Linked DNA regions of Gossypium hirsutum: all the other regions are linked to region 1. Evidence: chromatin contacts called from public Hi-C data. All regions are on one chromosome and are shown on one strand. Each heading gives the region's core, a stretch centred on a gene start, on an enhancer-like site or on the middle of the called end of the contact. The rest is flanking DNA. Distances are from core to core; before and after follow the strand shown. Region 1 holds the start of LOC107893947 (transcription factor TCP15). Region 2 has its middle 14 kb from the start of LOC107919874. Region 3 holds the start of LOC121212422.

What was found. Hi-C and Micro-C count contacts between places; a contact is called where the count stands out from the background.
Region 2: a contact with region 1 is called in a Hi-C map of leaf, with 1.6 times the contacts expected there. The contact joins the enhancer-like site here to the promoter of LOC107893947 in region 1. A contact is called at or near these places in 2 of 34 Hi-C or Micro-C datasets (hypocotyl and leaf).
Region 3: a contact with region 1 is called in a Hi-C map of leaf, with 1.9 times the contacts expected there. The contact joins the promoter of LOC121212422 here to the promoter of LOC107893947 in region 1. A contact is called at or near these places in 5 of 34 Hi-C or Micro-C datasets (callus, hypocotyl and leaf).

The regions. Positions count from the first base shown.
Region 1 is chrA13:19,808,606-19,813,775 of Gossypium_hirsutum_v2.1, reverse strand. LOC107893947 (transcription factor TCP15) reads left to right here and starts at 2,277. Exons shown (of 1, transcript XM_016819109.2): 1 at 2,277-3,859. The coding sequence starts at 2,635. The coding sequence ends at 3,687.
Region 2 is chrA13:19,587,978-19,593,147 of Gossypium_hirsutum_v2.1, reverse strand. No RefSeq gene overlaps it. Among protein-coding and RNA genes, the nearest start is that of LOC107919874, 14 kb to the left of the region's middle. Within about 2 kb of position 2,162, at least 2 of the 9 cell types and tissues checked have an H3K27ac peak or open chromatin away from gene starts, as enhancers often do. A contact at or near this core is called in leaf, where this site is marked.
Region 3 is chrA13:19,645,929-19,651,098 of Gossypium_hirsutum_v2.1, reverse strand. It overlaps LOC121212422, which reads right to left and starts at 2,028. Exons shown (of 1, transcript XM_041085027.1): 1 at 855-2,028. The coding sequence starts at 1,648. The coding sequence ends at 1,073.

The sequences.
Region 1 (5,170 bases), core at 1,028-3,527:
AATAGTAATAATATCAATAATTTTGATGAATGAAAAGATAAAACGATTTAATATAATATTTGTTTGGTGAGATATATTGCATATGATACCCTTTATTTATTTTTATAATCGGCTTCCCAAAAAATATTAATTTTTAATTATTTTTAAAAAGGTAATATTGAATAGAATTTATACAACTTCCCTTGTCCATACACTCTCAACTCTTATTATTACTTACATGGAGATAATGTTATAACATATAGGAACCCATGATTTGCCTAATAACGTTTGTAAAGTTTCAGATAAAGGTATTTCTTCTATGTGGTGTTCCTTTATAATAAACAGTACTTCATCAGGACAACTTCGACATTATTGGTTTCATATCGAGAATCATTGTGCTCTATGATTAGGATAAAATTAAAAATTTCGGAAGATAAAGCTAAAAATTTGAATTATTAATATCTAAGAAGGCTAAAAATTATTCATTTAACATAAAAGCTAAAACTAATTAAAATTTAAGAGGACTACAAAAAGAATTAAACCATATATCCAAAGAGGCAAATGCCACTGTCTGCGCACACACCATTGTTTTGTTACATGCATGTTAAGGTGTAGGGAACTTGAAATGACAATGTACTGGGTTTTTTTTTCTTCAAAATCACAAAGATTTAGTAAAACAAAAAAGAAATGAAAAAGTTAAAGCAAGAAAGGTGACATATTAAGGAAGGGTCATAATCAAGAGGAAGAAGGGTGATTAGTGGAGATTTAGAGGGAAAAAAATGATTAGAGAAGATGGGGAAAAGAAAATCGAATTATGAGATAGTTAGGTATGTTGGTTGTTGAAATAGATTTTGGAAGTCGCTATATTTTAGGCAATGTGCTTATTTTTGTTCCCTTTTAAGCTACACTTTGGCCTGTTAGGCACATGGGTTAGACGTGCTATGCTTTCTCTCTCATTCCTCTTTGCTGGTGGGTCTTTCTTATGTACTATATGTATACATATACACATATGGTATAATTCAAGTTGTTTTATTCATCAATAATAGCTTATAGTTGAATTATAAAAATAATAATCGTACAAAAATTTACATAAGTACGTAAAATTAGTTGAGTTTTACACTAGTATGAGTAGATATATTGACTGCTCGAAAAGAAGAAGAAGAGATTTTAGATATTAAGACTCGAACTCCTCTTCTACGCCAAATTAAAGTGTAATGATTAAATTTAAAGTTTGAACATACTAGAGGGACTAAAATGATAATTTATTGAATAAAAGTTTTAGGTTAATTTTTTTAGCCAGTTTTTTTTAGGTAGAGTGTGTTTGGACACCACAAAATAATTGGATAAAGCTATAGTTACTAAACTAGTAATTTCATCCTCTTATAATTACAAAGAATTCTAATTCTTTAGACGTGTTTAATTAACAATGTATAATTACATTATATTTATCTATGTTATCCGAATGATTTTCCATTACTTTAGTAACATCAAACTTTTTACTATTATGTCCCAACAAAATTTGGCATAAAAGAAAAGTTTATATTCTTTCACCTTATCCAACACCACATTCCTCATGCACAACGTTCAATTGGTCGGAAGATTTAGGACTATTGATCTTATGAAATGTACCCCTGCTCCTACAAAACTTCAAAATAGATAGAGATGAAAGCCTTTAATGGAAAAATGGAATAAAAGGCATATTTTGGGTATATAAGCTTTTTAAACAATACTTTCAAGGACCACATATATATATATATAATATTGCAGACTGTATGGCTCACATGTTCAAAGATGGAGACCTGAAAAGTGTTGGGTCTTGACTCAGAGATCTACTGAAAGATTTTTCATCAAGTATCCTTCACTCTCATCCCCAATAAACGGATTTTCCTCTTGGAAAGAAATTTTTTTTAAGGAAATGAGTTTTTAAGATTTCTCCAATTAAGAAAAATCAAACTTAATCGATGATTTGATATAAAACCATGTTCACATGCATCATAGATGTATTACAAGTAATGGAATTATTTAGAGGTAAACTTTTGTTTTAAAATTAAGATCAAAGGCAGAAGGCAATGATTACAAGAATGGAATGGGGACCACTTTATTATATCTAAATAATTTGTATATTTTTAACGAGTGATTGAGTTTTTCAGAGTAAAGGAACGAGGGCCCCACCACTGTCTTTATGGATTGAATGATAAAAGAGCACCGCACGTGGAGTTTGAATCAAGGGACTATCCAACCACAATTATATGATCTCTCTCTATATTTAGGGTTATCTCATTTTATTTTCACAATATAGAAAAGGAAAATTACAAAGAGGTCCTCAATTCAACGAATTATTTCCCATCCAAAAAAGTCTTTGCTTTTCTTTCTTAGCCCACCCTCATAATTCTCACTCATTGTATTTGTTGCTTAAAGCTTGCCCCCTTCCCCTTATCCCCTCTCTCTCTTTGGTCTGTGCAGAGATAAGAAAACCAACTCGGCAGCTTCAATCTTCCCCATCTAAAGGGAATTCCAAGCTACACAACACAACATCATATAGCTAAAAAGAAAGAGACCCACTAGGCCATCAAAGTCACCGAATTGAGGGTCACCTTCAGATCATGTACTAGGAGAGCCAAACCACCAAAAAGATATAATCCCACTCTCTCATACATGATCATGGATGAAAATGGGATCCGCAGGCCGAACTTCCCTCTTCAGCTCCTAGAAAAGAAGGAACAACCTCGTTCCGACCCTGCCGACGTCGACACCAGCTCCAAACCAACCTTGGAACCTCCCTCCAAGAAACCTCCACCTAAGAGGACTTCAACCAAGGACCGGCACACCAAAGTGGAAGGACGAGGCCGTCGCATCCGCATGCCGGCTACGTGTGCTGATAGGGTTTTCCAGCTAACAAGGGAGCTTGGTCACAAATCAGATGGTGAAACCATTGAGTGGTTGCTCCAACAAGCTGAGCCCGCGGTTATTGCTGCCACGGGGACAGGTACTATCCCTGCAAATTTCACGTCCCTTAATATTTCACTAAGAAGTTCAGGTTCTAGCATGTCGGCTTCACACTTGAGGAACACTTATTTCAATCCAAATTTTACCACACAACAATTGAGGACGAGGAGTGAATGGGATCAAAGGAATGTCCTTGACGATTCATCTCAACAACAACAACGAAGGGTTTTATTTCCTGGTGTTGCTTTAGCATCTGAAGATTCATTGACCTTTCCTGGTACTAGTAGCACTACTTTGAACGCTTTCTTGCAAGCTAAGCAAGAGATTCGGGACGCCAAGGCCGCGGATACTAGTATAGGGAAGAGGAGGAGGCCTGAGCAGCAAGAAACGCCACAAAATCAGGTGGGAAGTTACTTGATACAATCTAATACGGGTTCGATTCCGACGAGTCATAATCCGATCCCGGCAACATTTTGGATAGGCAACCAAGTCATCAGTGGGAGTGGCACTGGGGATCCCATGTGGACATTTCCTTCAACTAATAACACTAATATGTATAGGGGTACTATGTCTAGTGGGGTGCATTTTATGAATTTAGCCGCTCCAATGGCTCTCCTCCCGGCCCAACAATTTGGTTCCGGAATCGGTGCCGGCGGTGGCTCAGTTACCGACACTCATTTAAGCATGCTGGCGTCACTAAACGCTTATAGATCAGTTCCGGGTATTGGTGTTTCCGAGCCCCCGGCCGGTGGATCACATTAACACCACGGTGGAGAAAATAGGCATGATTCAACTAGCTAGTGTTAAACAAGTGTATGGCTTTCATCATGCTTTATTCTTCCTTTTTCACTTACATTTTCAGTAGTACATATATGTGCAATGCAATTGAGTGTGAGTAATTTAAATAGGGTTTGATATGAAAGATTTAATATTATATTTTGGGACTAATTAAGCATATCTGGGGGCGTGACTAAACAGTTTTAATCATATCAATGTTAATAATTGAAACATTTTCAACATTAAGACTAGATTTCATTAGCTTAGGTTTAACAAACTCATCATTCATTCATCATAATTCATTCTCTAATTCTGAATTCCATCTTTCTACTTTATAAGAAGTTGATAAGTTAATCCTTTTATTTTAATTTATTAGAATTTGATCCTTATCATTTATTAAACTGTGAAGTTAGCCTAGTCGTTAATACACACATGAATTTCACCCATTGATTTATATTAATTTAGTCCTTAGATTAATAATATTTAATATTATTACTCAGTTGGACTAACTTTTTTTTTTCATAAAAATAAGAGGACTAGATTATGATAAATTAAAGTAGAGTAGAGGGATAAAATTCATAATTAGACCATTATTGTAATTATTATTTCTCTCTTCTCTCTCTTAATAACATGATAATGCTTCCTTAGATGAAAATCCTTCACTAAAGTGGTGGAGTTTTAGTGCATTAACAATCGGAGTTAATTGGTATGGGTTTTCCCTAAATGGGCATAATTTGAGAGTGCTGCCAAGGGGGGCACATATATGTGGTGCTTGTATTTGGTGGCATTAACATTTAAGGGATGGAGGGTTAAGGAGGAGGTAGTGTCTCAGGTGGAGATGTGAGCCCCTATTGGGTGACTAAAAGCAGTAAGCAATCAGTAACCATAAAACAGGATCATTCCTCCTCTTCTTCATATAAGGAAAGCTTGGTGGTGATAATATAAAGACTCAGTGTTTGGTTTTATTATTTAATGTCCCTACCAGTACCACTCTCACCTGTCACCACCTTCATCAACAAGCTGTGGGTCAACTCTTTTTTCTTTTATTCTCTCTTTTAAACCCTTTTGACTGCAACAGAAGAACTGGGTAGTCATCATCTTCTTCTTCGTCTTGTTAACATTGCTGCAAGTTATATATTACAATGGTGATTTTCCTCTAGGTTTTCTAAATTGGGAAACCCTTTTTTTTTTTTTTTTCATTTGGGTAGCATACCTATGAAGATTTCCATTCTCAAAAACTACTAATAGTCAAATAATAAAACATTTTGGACCTAGTAATATTATATTATATATTGTAGATGACTTTAGCCTAACCCTTAAAACAAATCTACTCTCAACTAGCTGTCCTGTCAACAAGGTGAGTGGCTTGTCCAGTCCAATAGGCTCAACTCATTTTGAATATTTTTTTTATTCCACTCAATCTGAAATAAAATTAAAAATTTTAAAAACATTATATTTAAATTAAATT
Region 2 (5,170 bases), core at 913-3,412, 220 kb after region 1:
TCCTATTCATAGTTGAATAAGGTATGTACATGGTTTTTTCTACATTTTCCTTCTTTGAAATGATAGGTAGGTTTATTATTAAATCCATTTTAATAAATATATATGTATGTATGTGATTAATGTAAATAAAATATTATAAACATATTTTGACTTTAGATGTTGATAGGCCAACTATATATAAACAACCTTTCCAGGGGGTTACTATTGTTAGCACTTTTAGTCATGTCCAGACTATTATATACGAACATGAATGAAAATTAAGACATTAATATTGTTGTCTGGGGACCAAGAATTTTCCCATTGTAAGAATCAGGTGCTGTAAAGAAAACAACACATAAAAGAAAATCCCTTGGGGGTTTTTTTGCATTACAGGGTTTCATCAGTTGGTAAAAATGAAATGGAATAAATGCTGCCATTAATGGATTCACCCCCAAAGCTATTCCTTTTTCCATTTAGTTTTCAAATTTAAGAAGAAATCCTTGTTCTAATATTGTCTGAGAAGCCATGTGTTGTCGTCATGTTTAACCATAAGAGTAATGCATGCATGGTAAGTGATGGAGGGATGGATGAGTGTTGCTGCAAACTAACTGTGTAATCTTTGCTTATCAATCTGAAATTCTACCTGCGTGAGGTGATGATGTGTGTTGAATCTTTACAAAATGTAAGCTTTATTAAAAAAAAAATCAATAATTTAATGTTTAAAAATCATAAATATAAATTAAAGAAATGTGATAGATTCTTAATCTGGACTCCCATAACCAATTATTTATTTTCTGAAATCATATATTAACAACTTTGATAATTAATTTGTGACATTTAAACTGAAAAAATATTTAATTGGTAGTTTAATATAATTATAATAGCGAAGAAAATTATTTTTTACAAAAACCTCTCCATTGTAGATATAATAATCAATCATTAGGTGAAGCCTTAAGTTACATGAATTTGTTATATTGTGAATGTTTAATGATGAAAATATGGTCCCAACATGGTAGTATAAGTACCATAACCCTTCAAACTCCTAATCAATATGTCTGTTAATAAACATTATATCTTTTAAACGTTTCTGTTATAATAATCATTATTTTTTTTTACTTAAAAGTAAATATTGTTAAATTTATATAATTGGTATACTATATTTCATCACTACTTCTCCTTCATTATGAATATATAATTTTAAAAATTATTACTACTATCTCCATGGATGTTGCATGTATTCATTTTTACCTCAGTCTATCTCGCTTCCTTTTAATTTAATTTTTACTATTTATTTTTAATATTTTTAAATTTTTTTAAGTCAAATAAATATTTAAAAAAATTCTTAAAAAATAAATATAAAATATAAGATTTTTTTTCTATATTATATTATTACATTTTTATCACTATATAAAATGTTCGAATTTTACCATCTTACTAAATACAAATATTAAATCAACGTTACACCTAAAAGGGACAAATTAATGAAAAGAAATATATGTTATAATATAAAATAAAACTTTTTTGAATATGAGCATAAATCTCAACTAAGTGTTTTTTTAAGGTAATTATTTTATTTATTGTTAGTGGAGTTAAAAAATTTTACAAGCGGATTTAGGAAAATGTCAAATGTTTTTTTTAATTATTTTATTATTATTATTTTAATACACTCTAAAAACACTTTGCATCAATCTAGACCCGTTTGTGGAGTGTTTTAACTCTTATCGGTAATGTATAAGATACTAATAATTTTTTAAGTAGTTTTAATGATGTTGAAAACACATATATACCTAGAAGTTTTGTGTGAGTATTTGGTATACTGGTAGTATATTTTTTATTTGAAAAATAGCCTTAAAAAATTAATATGTGTCTCTTTTTTAAAATACATATTTTTAATAATTTACTATACTCCTATAAAAAATTTATCAATATTTAACTGCACTTTGTAGAGTTTAAAAACTCTGCTAACGTTATACCGAATAATTTTCCAAAAGTTTTTGCTACATCCATAAAATTTTAAATTACTTGATAATATATAATAAAGTTTATACGTTGATAGTAAATTTCTTTTCCTTTTTAAAATTTCATTGGACGAGAAACTCATAGTAATAAGAGGGTAGGAGGGTGAGTGGGCCATTATTGCACTTGAATGGGCCCATTAACAGTGAAAATAGGTTGCAGGCTTTATAACAATGGGTGAACCCATGGGCCTATTCTTAAAGTGAGGGATTTTCATAGCATGAGGCTGACAGTTTCCGTCGACCTTGGTCTTTTTTCCCGTTCCACTTTTTTATATAATTAAGATTTGAGTAAACTACACCCAAGGGTAAATCACACTCCATGTCCCTTTGATTATTCTAATTTTTTTCTCAATTTAATCATTCTAATTAAGATAATTATTTGAACTAATTATTGTCATTAAAAAAATCTGTTAATTTACTAATGGATTGCTCACGTAACACATTAGCCAAATTAATAGTGACACATGGTACATTTTTATTTTTAATTAAAGCTTAGGGACCTATATGTAATTATGCCAAAAAATATATATCTATATATTTCTTTCCCTTCTCTCTCTGAAACTTGTCCTTCTTATCCATCTGGAAACTAGTTGGTGGTGAGGATCCTCGACAAAGCGCCAATACCTGCTCGTGAGGAAGGGAGTGCTGCCACTAAGAGGATGTCGACCTCGTCTTCGATGGCACATTTCATACAGGCCAAAATATCGGATCCCAATGCTTGTTGAGTGCTTCATTGATGGAAACTTTCTCCTCCAAAATTTTGAGTGGGATTTAAATAACTATATACTTCCAAAATTAAAAAAGACTAATTGTGAATACTCAAGTTTCAACAACCGGGAAAGATTCATCCATGTGCTAGATAGTTAATGATGATGATCCATCCATGTGTTGAAACATCTGTAATTATGTATACAAACTGAATCATAGAGAAAAGCGAGAAATCTCATTATTTGAGTTGCTCTCTGAGGGAAACCAGTGCAAAAGAACACCCAAATTCATCATATTAGGTATCAATTTGAACAATATGGGAGTTGCTACTTGCAGAATCATAATTGGTATCATTAATGCTGCAGGTAAGATGATAGAGAAGTACAATGTAAAGTTTCTAAGGTAGAAACAATTACCAAACTAAGAGCTATTGTTCAAAGAAGAAGAAGATACTTCTTTCCCTTCAGCATCAACGAATTTCAAGTTAATAATTGCAGTAAAACAATTGCAATTATAATGAAATTAATACATGCCCAAACAAATTAAAGATATTAGTTATCAGTAAGTGTCAGAAAATTCAAAGTTTTGCATTTGAAAAATGGAAGAAACAAAAGAATTGTCAATGGTATGGTATTTTAATTTGAGAGAAACCAGTGCAAGCGCCATCGACGTCCTTTCATTATCACTCAGCGGCGTCGCTTCCTTCCTCATGGGCGGGTATTGGCGCTTTGCGGAGGATCCTCGCTGGTGCCGCCATTGTCGCCACCAACTGGTTTCCCTGATGGTGGACAGGTTACAGAAGGAACAGAAAAAAATTGGAATAATTACATATAAGTCCTTAAACTTTAGGCAAAAGTTAAAAAAAGTGCCCATGTCATGGTTCGTTCAATTGGCTAGGGTGCCATGTCAGCAATCTATTAGTGAATTAATAAATTTTTTAACGACGGTGACTAGTTCGAACAATTATCTTAATTAGAGTGAGTAACTTAAAAAAAAATTAGTGTAACCAAAATAGGAAAAATATTATTTTAGAGTGACCTTGGGTGTAGTTTACCTTTAATATTTTAACAATTTAATTATTGAACTTATAAATATAATTGTAAAAAAAAATAGTTAAAACTTTTTTACATAAAACGAATCATTAGATTTTTCTTAATTTATATTAAACTTAACATGTATAATCTACATGAATATAAAGCATGAAATAAAATAGTTAGATTGCTAAAAAATTAATTATACAAAAGTTACAAAAGAGTGTAAAGCCACTTTAATTTCACATCAATGTAAGTGAATTTCTCCTCTACTTTATAATAATTAATTTTTTAAAAAATTGATTAAATAATTTTTTCATATATTTTTATTTTTTTCACCACACAAGTAGGGCTATAAATGAACCGAGTTTGAACGAACAAATCTCTGTTCATGTTTGTTTGTTTACTTTAAGCTTGTTCGTGTTCAGTTTATGTTCATTAAAAATTTCAATTTTTTGTTAATGTTCGTTTGTTTAATGGTCGCGAACGTGTTCATTTAACTTAATCGAACATATTCACGAACAATGTTAATAAATAATAAACAAACAAACAGACAATAAATACATACACATATATTGTTTAGATCTAAAATAGTCAAATATAAATATAAATATAAATAATTATATTATAAATGAAAAAAAATACAAATCAAGATAATTTTATTAATATATGCTAATGGAACAATAAACGAGTTTTAAGATAATTTTATCAATATATACTAATAGAATTTTAATAAGAAAATATCATTAATAAATAAGCGAGTCAATAAACAAGCTTATAAACGACCAATAAATGAGTTTGATTGTGAATATAAATGAACCAAACACACCTCTATTCGTGTTCGTTCGTTTATTAACTGAATATAAAAATTTTGTTTATACTAATTTATTTAGCTTAATAAACGAATATAAACTAACGTTATACGAACGATTTATCGATCGTTCTGTTCATTTACACCCCTACACACTTGAATGAGTTTCATGCACTATTTATGCATCAAAACAAGATATTTCAAATAGTGAGAAAAAAAACGTTAGGAAAATTGTTTAAAAATGATTAAAAGTTAGTATTATAGAAGAATATATTTTAAAGTGAAGCTTTTATTAAAAAAACAAAAAAGCTTAATTCATGGTTTGGTTCTTAAAGTATACTTATTTTCTCCTTATAGTATCTAAATTTTTTGTCCCAATTTAATACCTAAAGTATCAATCACTTCTCAATCTAAAAAAAAAATTATAAAAATAAAATTTACAAAAAAGTACGACAATTGAAAAGATTTAGTTGAAATTAATAATATTACTAAAAACTGTAAAAAATATAAAATTGTAAAGAATATTTAGAAAAAAGTTTAAATTTTTTTTTATAAAATTCTAAGAAGATATTTAAATTTCAATTTTTTTTGCAATTACTTGAAATTTAAATGCTTTTTAATTT
Region 3 (5,170 bases), core at 779-3,278, 160 kb after region 1:
ATAAATTTTAAAAATTAAAATTCAACACTTATTTTTTAGCTTATTAATAAGAGTTATTTTTTTTTCTTTTTGTTGATAATATACTATAATAATATTTCGCTATAACAATCATGTGTGTAAAAGAATCAAATTTTTATATTTTATCTTAAACCCTCTATAATAGCTTTTCACTTATAACATCTATAATTATAAAGTAATTTCTTTATTAAATTAATTTTCTATAAAACATATGTGATTAAATTTCAGGTTAAGAAATCTAATAATTATATAGAAAATAATCTTCAATGAGTAAAATTAGATATATCACTTTAATAAACTATTAAATTCCCTAATTAAATATTCTACCATGAATCTGAAACATCATAAACTTATAAATTAATTATTTGAAGTTAATAACCCATTATAAATTAATTAAATTAATTTAATAACTAATTAATTAATTAAACTTATTAGATTTATGAATAATATCATTAATTATGTGAAATAATATAATATAAAATATGAAAAAAAATACATGCACATATTTTGATTTCCACTTTCTTTATTTTTTTGAATAAAATTTTAAATTTTCTCACAATAAGATTTTATGATAATCTCGTGTTTTCACCTGCATGTTAATATGTGTACAAAATATTATCATTTGATAGTCGCATTAAATCCAAAATAAATTTGGAATCGAACCGAATAAACTACGGATTATTAGGGTAAGCACAGTTTGCCTTTATATTTTATCCCTTAAAAGAAATTTTCTTTTTTTACCAAAATAAAATAATTAATTTTCAACCCTTCAACTTAAAAACGTATAGAGCAAGAATGGAAAGGGATAAAATAATTAGGAAATATGGGACAAAATATAAAGCATATTCCTCCTTTTAACAATTTAATTTTAATATTGAACAAAGAAACAAAGGGAAAGTCCTGATATTTTCAAAGAAGTTGGAGGGTTCCAAAATGAATTAATCCCCAAAAAAATAATCGCCTTCATTTTTCATATTCCCCACCTCACTCCCTGTTTTTCCCCTTCTTTACCCCTACCATTTCTTTCTGCTTCGTAGTTTCTCCGGCCATGAAGCTACATGAAGAGTTCAGACTGTAACAAAGTATAGTAATTAGCAGCCTCATCTTCAAGTTCCCATAACCCATCACACAATGCAAACCCATTTCCGCCATTGTTGAAACCTTCTTCCAACTCAAAAACTTCAAAGCCAACATCACTACCACCACCGCTACCATCTCCATCGCCATCTTCTCTATTTGGAATCCCCAGCTCATCATCAGAGGCTTCAAGCAAATGTCTTATGACTTGCACTTTATCATCATCATCATCATCTTCTTTCAAGGAACAAGTTGCTGATGTGCAGTCTTCTAAGCTGAGGACGGTGGTGGCGGTTTCCTTGTCTGGGTTCGAGGGCGATGGTGTTGCTGGTTCACAAAGAGGGAAAGGGGCATCCAAAACGGAGTCCGAGGAGAGCTGTTGCTGTAAAGTGGTGATTAGGGGGGACAAGTCTTGGCTGGGCTCATCCTCTTCGACTTCAAGCAAAGAGAGTATGTGATTGTAAGACTTATGGCGTTTTGTTTCTTCAACATGTTCTTCGTTTGAGCTCTGGGTTTCTTCTCTTTGGCGCTTTGGTGTCGGCTCCTCGGCCATTGCAACACACTAAACCAAAAAAATAAAAATAATAATAAATAAACACTGAAAGTTGAGGAAACAACGAAGGGAATCGTGAGGTTAAGAAACAGAAGAGGATGAGGAGAGAAATGAAGGGTGGAAAGGGTTATATAGAGAAGGAAAGGAAAGTGGAGTTGCGGTCAAAATGAAAGCAAAGAATATTTTTTTAATACACAAAAACCAAATGGTCAAAATTTTAGTTTTTGGTCCTTCCACTATGCTTAAATTTAATATTTAGTTTTCGTATTTTAGTTTGGCATAGTTTGATGTTAGGAGCAAAAGTCAGGAATTCTGTATAAAAAGCCTGGAATAAAATTATAAAAATTTAAATTTATTTTTTGAATTTATAAATTTTGTAAAACAGCAAAAAAAAAACATATTTAATTCACCCTTGTTTGATCTTTTACCTTTTAAATCAGGTTACTTAATCCAAAATAATTAATATGTTAACTAATTTGATTAAAATAGGATTGAATATTTTCTTAAAATATCCTTTGTAATACCAAAGACTTATCTGTCAAATCTTAGCATTAAATCTTGGGGACGGGTAAAAATTTTCAATTTTTAAAGATTTTATAACAACTTCAAAAGTCCTAAAATTTAAAAATTTTGAGAGGACCACTCCTATTGTTGTCCCACCCGTACACGTCAACATGATGAGTACAAGTAAAAGAAATTGAAATGCTTAAATGTTAGGTATTTGAATTAATTAATTAATACTATTATAAAAATAACAATAGAGGGATCAAAATCGGAAATTGACGCAAAACAAAATAATAGTATAAAGTGGTGCTAATACAAGACAGAGATGAATGATTACTATTGGGTGAAATGAGTTGACCCCCCTTGATTTTGAACCGTTAGATTAATGATTCGTGGTTCCCAAGGGAAAGAATACTGGAAAAGCTCAAACATAAAACAGAAAAGGAGCTGTGGATTTTTGTACACTACATTGACGTGACATATACGAAGAATAAATATTATATATAATTCACATATAAAAAATTAATATTCTTGAAATTCTAAAATTAAGAAATAATACATTCATTTTTAGGTTAATATTATTCCAGAAATATATGCTTATTCAATTACAAGACTTGCTTGAACACAAAAGTGCAAAAGTTCATGCTAAATAATTACTTGTATGATTGAGTTTTAGTAGTGAAATTTTTTTCTAGGCAACAAGTGTAGGTTAAGTTTTTAAGTTAAAAAGGATGGTAAAACTCAAGCCATTCAATAAGTTATGAACTGATTCACTTGGTGTTTTTTTTTTAAGTGGGGTGTATTTCTCTACTTTATATATAAATTTTATTATCCTACTTTTGTATCTATAACTATTAAAAAGGTAAAAAATAAAAATATGTATTTTATGTTTAAATATTTTTTAAAGAATTATATTTAAATATTTATTTGTCTTTAAAAGAATGAAAGCTTGCAAAAACTAAATTAAAATGGGGTAAGAATAAACACATCCAACATTTATAGAGGTGATAGTAATTTTTAAAAATTACAGTAATGAATTTGAGAATAATATTTAAAATTGTATTATTATGTGTTTCCCTATAAAAATAAGTGGTTTTACTACCAATTTCCGAAATTTCTTGTGTGAAATGTGAACATGAATTTTACAAACATGTTAAATCTCATATAAATTAATTATGTGGTTTTTGTTATGATGTAGCAAAACATGAATAGTTTGACATGGATCAAAACCATATATAGTCATAAATATTAAATTAAGATTTAAGTTGAGTATAGTGCATTATATACCAACCGAAGCAATTGGATATCATGTGAGTAGATATTTCAGAATCAAACTCAATAAATGGATCAAATTAAAAATTAATTAATATAATAATATAATAGCATAATTTTTTTTAAAAGAAAATAGAAATTTCAGTTGTTACTTTTAGAAAATTTTGAATAAAAATCCTAGGATTTTTAATTATGCTTTAATTCATTTTCCGAAAATATAAGATTATGATTTATTAAAATATTTTATTTAATTATGTTAAAATGATAATTTAAAAGGAAGCAGGCAAAGAAGGGGAAGATATGGTTAGCCAAAATGTGGAGAGAAATAGAAAGAGTATAAAGAATAAATTACTTTAAAGAAAAAGTCATATAAAAAACAAAATCAAATAGAGAGGTCTTTTGTTATTATTCAAGATTTAGGAAGCTTCGTAACGCATCATGCCCCATGCAACATTGCTCAGATGATCAATCACTACTTGTACGTTTCCTAAAAGATTCTTTTTATATAATACACTCATTTTTTAAAATATATAAATTAATAATTCATTTTTCAAATTTCATTTTGGTGTAAATTGATTTTTATGGAGTTATATATAAGAAAAAAAAATATCCTCATAGTAATATTTGTTATTTTGTAAAACTAATAAGATTTTATTCTTTTTCTAATTAAATTGGTGTTCAATCGACTCATAAGACTAATATAATTAGGAACTTATATATACTCAATTATGCCACATCTAATATAACATAATATTTATTGAAAATTATGTTAATTAGAATCAAATAAGACTTGAGCTGAAATGATAAAATTGAAGTTTTGAGATGTTAGTAACTTAAAATCTCACTAGTTTTTATTTTTTTATAATTTTATATAAAAAAGATAAAAACACATTCATAATAATATTTCTTACTTTTTTAAATAAGAGGGTGTTTGATTGACTCGTTATACGATCTCAATTAAGCACTTGAATTTAATAAAGATAAAGATGAAAGATATATATATATATAATGAATTAATTAATTACATCATACATCTCAAAACTATGGGTTAAATTCCAAATTGATCCATGAACTTCAACACATTTCATTTGAAGCCTCAAACTAAAGTTTGGTTCTAATCAGGTACTTTTGCCAGTTCAGCTATCAACTTTGGCATTAATTGGCAACTTAGATATGAGCATTTAAAAAATATTTACTAAATTATATGTAAATAGAAAGAACCATGTTATATCAAAGCTAAAATTTAACATCAAAATTGATAGCTATACAATGAAATGACTTGATTGAACTAGTAATTTAATTTGAGGATTCAATTGAAATATTTTGAAATTTAAGAACCCATGACTTGTAATTAACTCTAAATGAATTGATGCGACATGAAAGGAAAATTTAAGCTTAGTTTTCTTGAGATCTAGCCTGCCAAAAAGATTGAGTATTAAAAGAAACGGGTGTCTATTAAACTACAGTTTAAAATTAGTTAACATGGTATTTTAAAAAGTCTAGTGAAAGAGTGTTTTTAGGGCTTTTTTTTAAAAGTTAATTAATATTTTATTTATAATTTAAATATGGTAATCCATAATTTTAATCTTATTTTATGTAATTGTAATAGCAAAATCCTTTAAAAACAAGTATACTTTATGCATCCATACTTTAGGAAATTAATGGGCTAACATTTTTTCTTTATTAAGTCCTGCTTAGTTATGAATAAAAAAAAAAGAATTTTACATCTTTCAAAAAAAAAAAAAA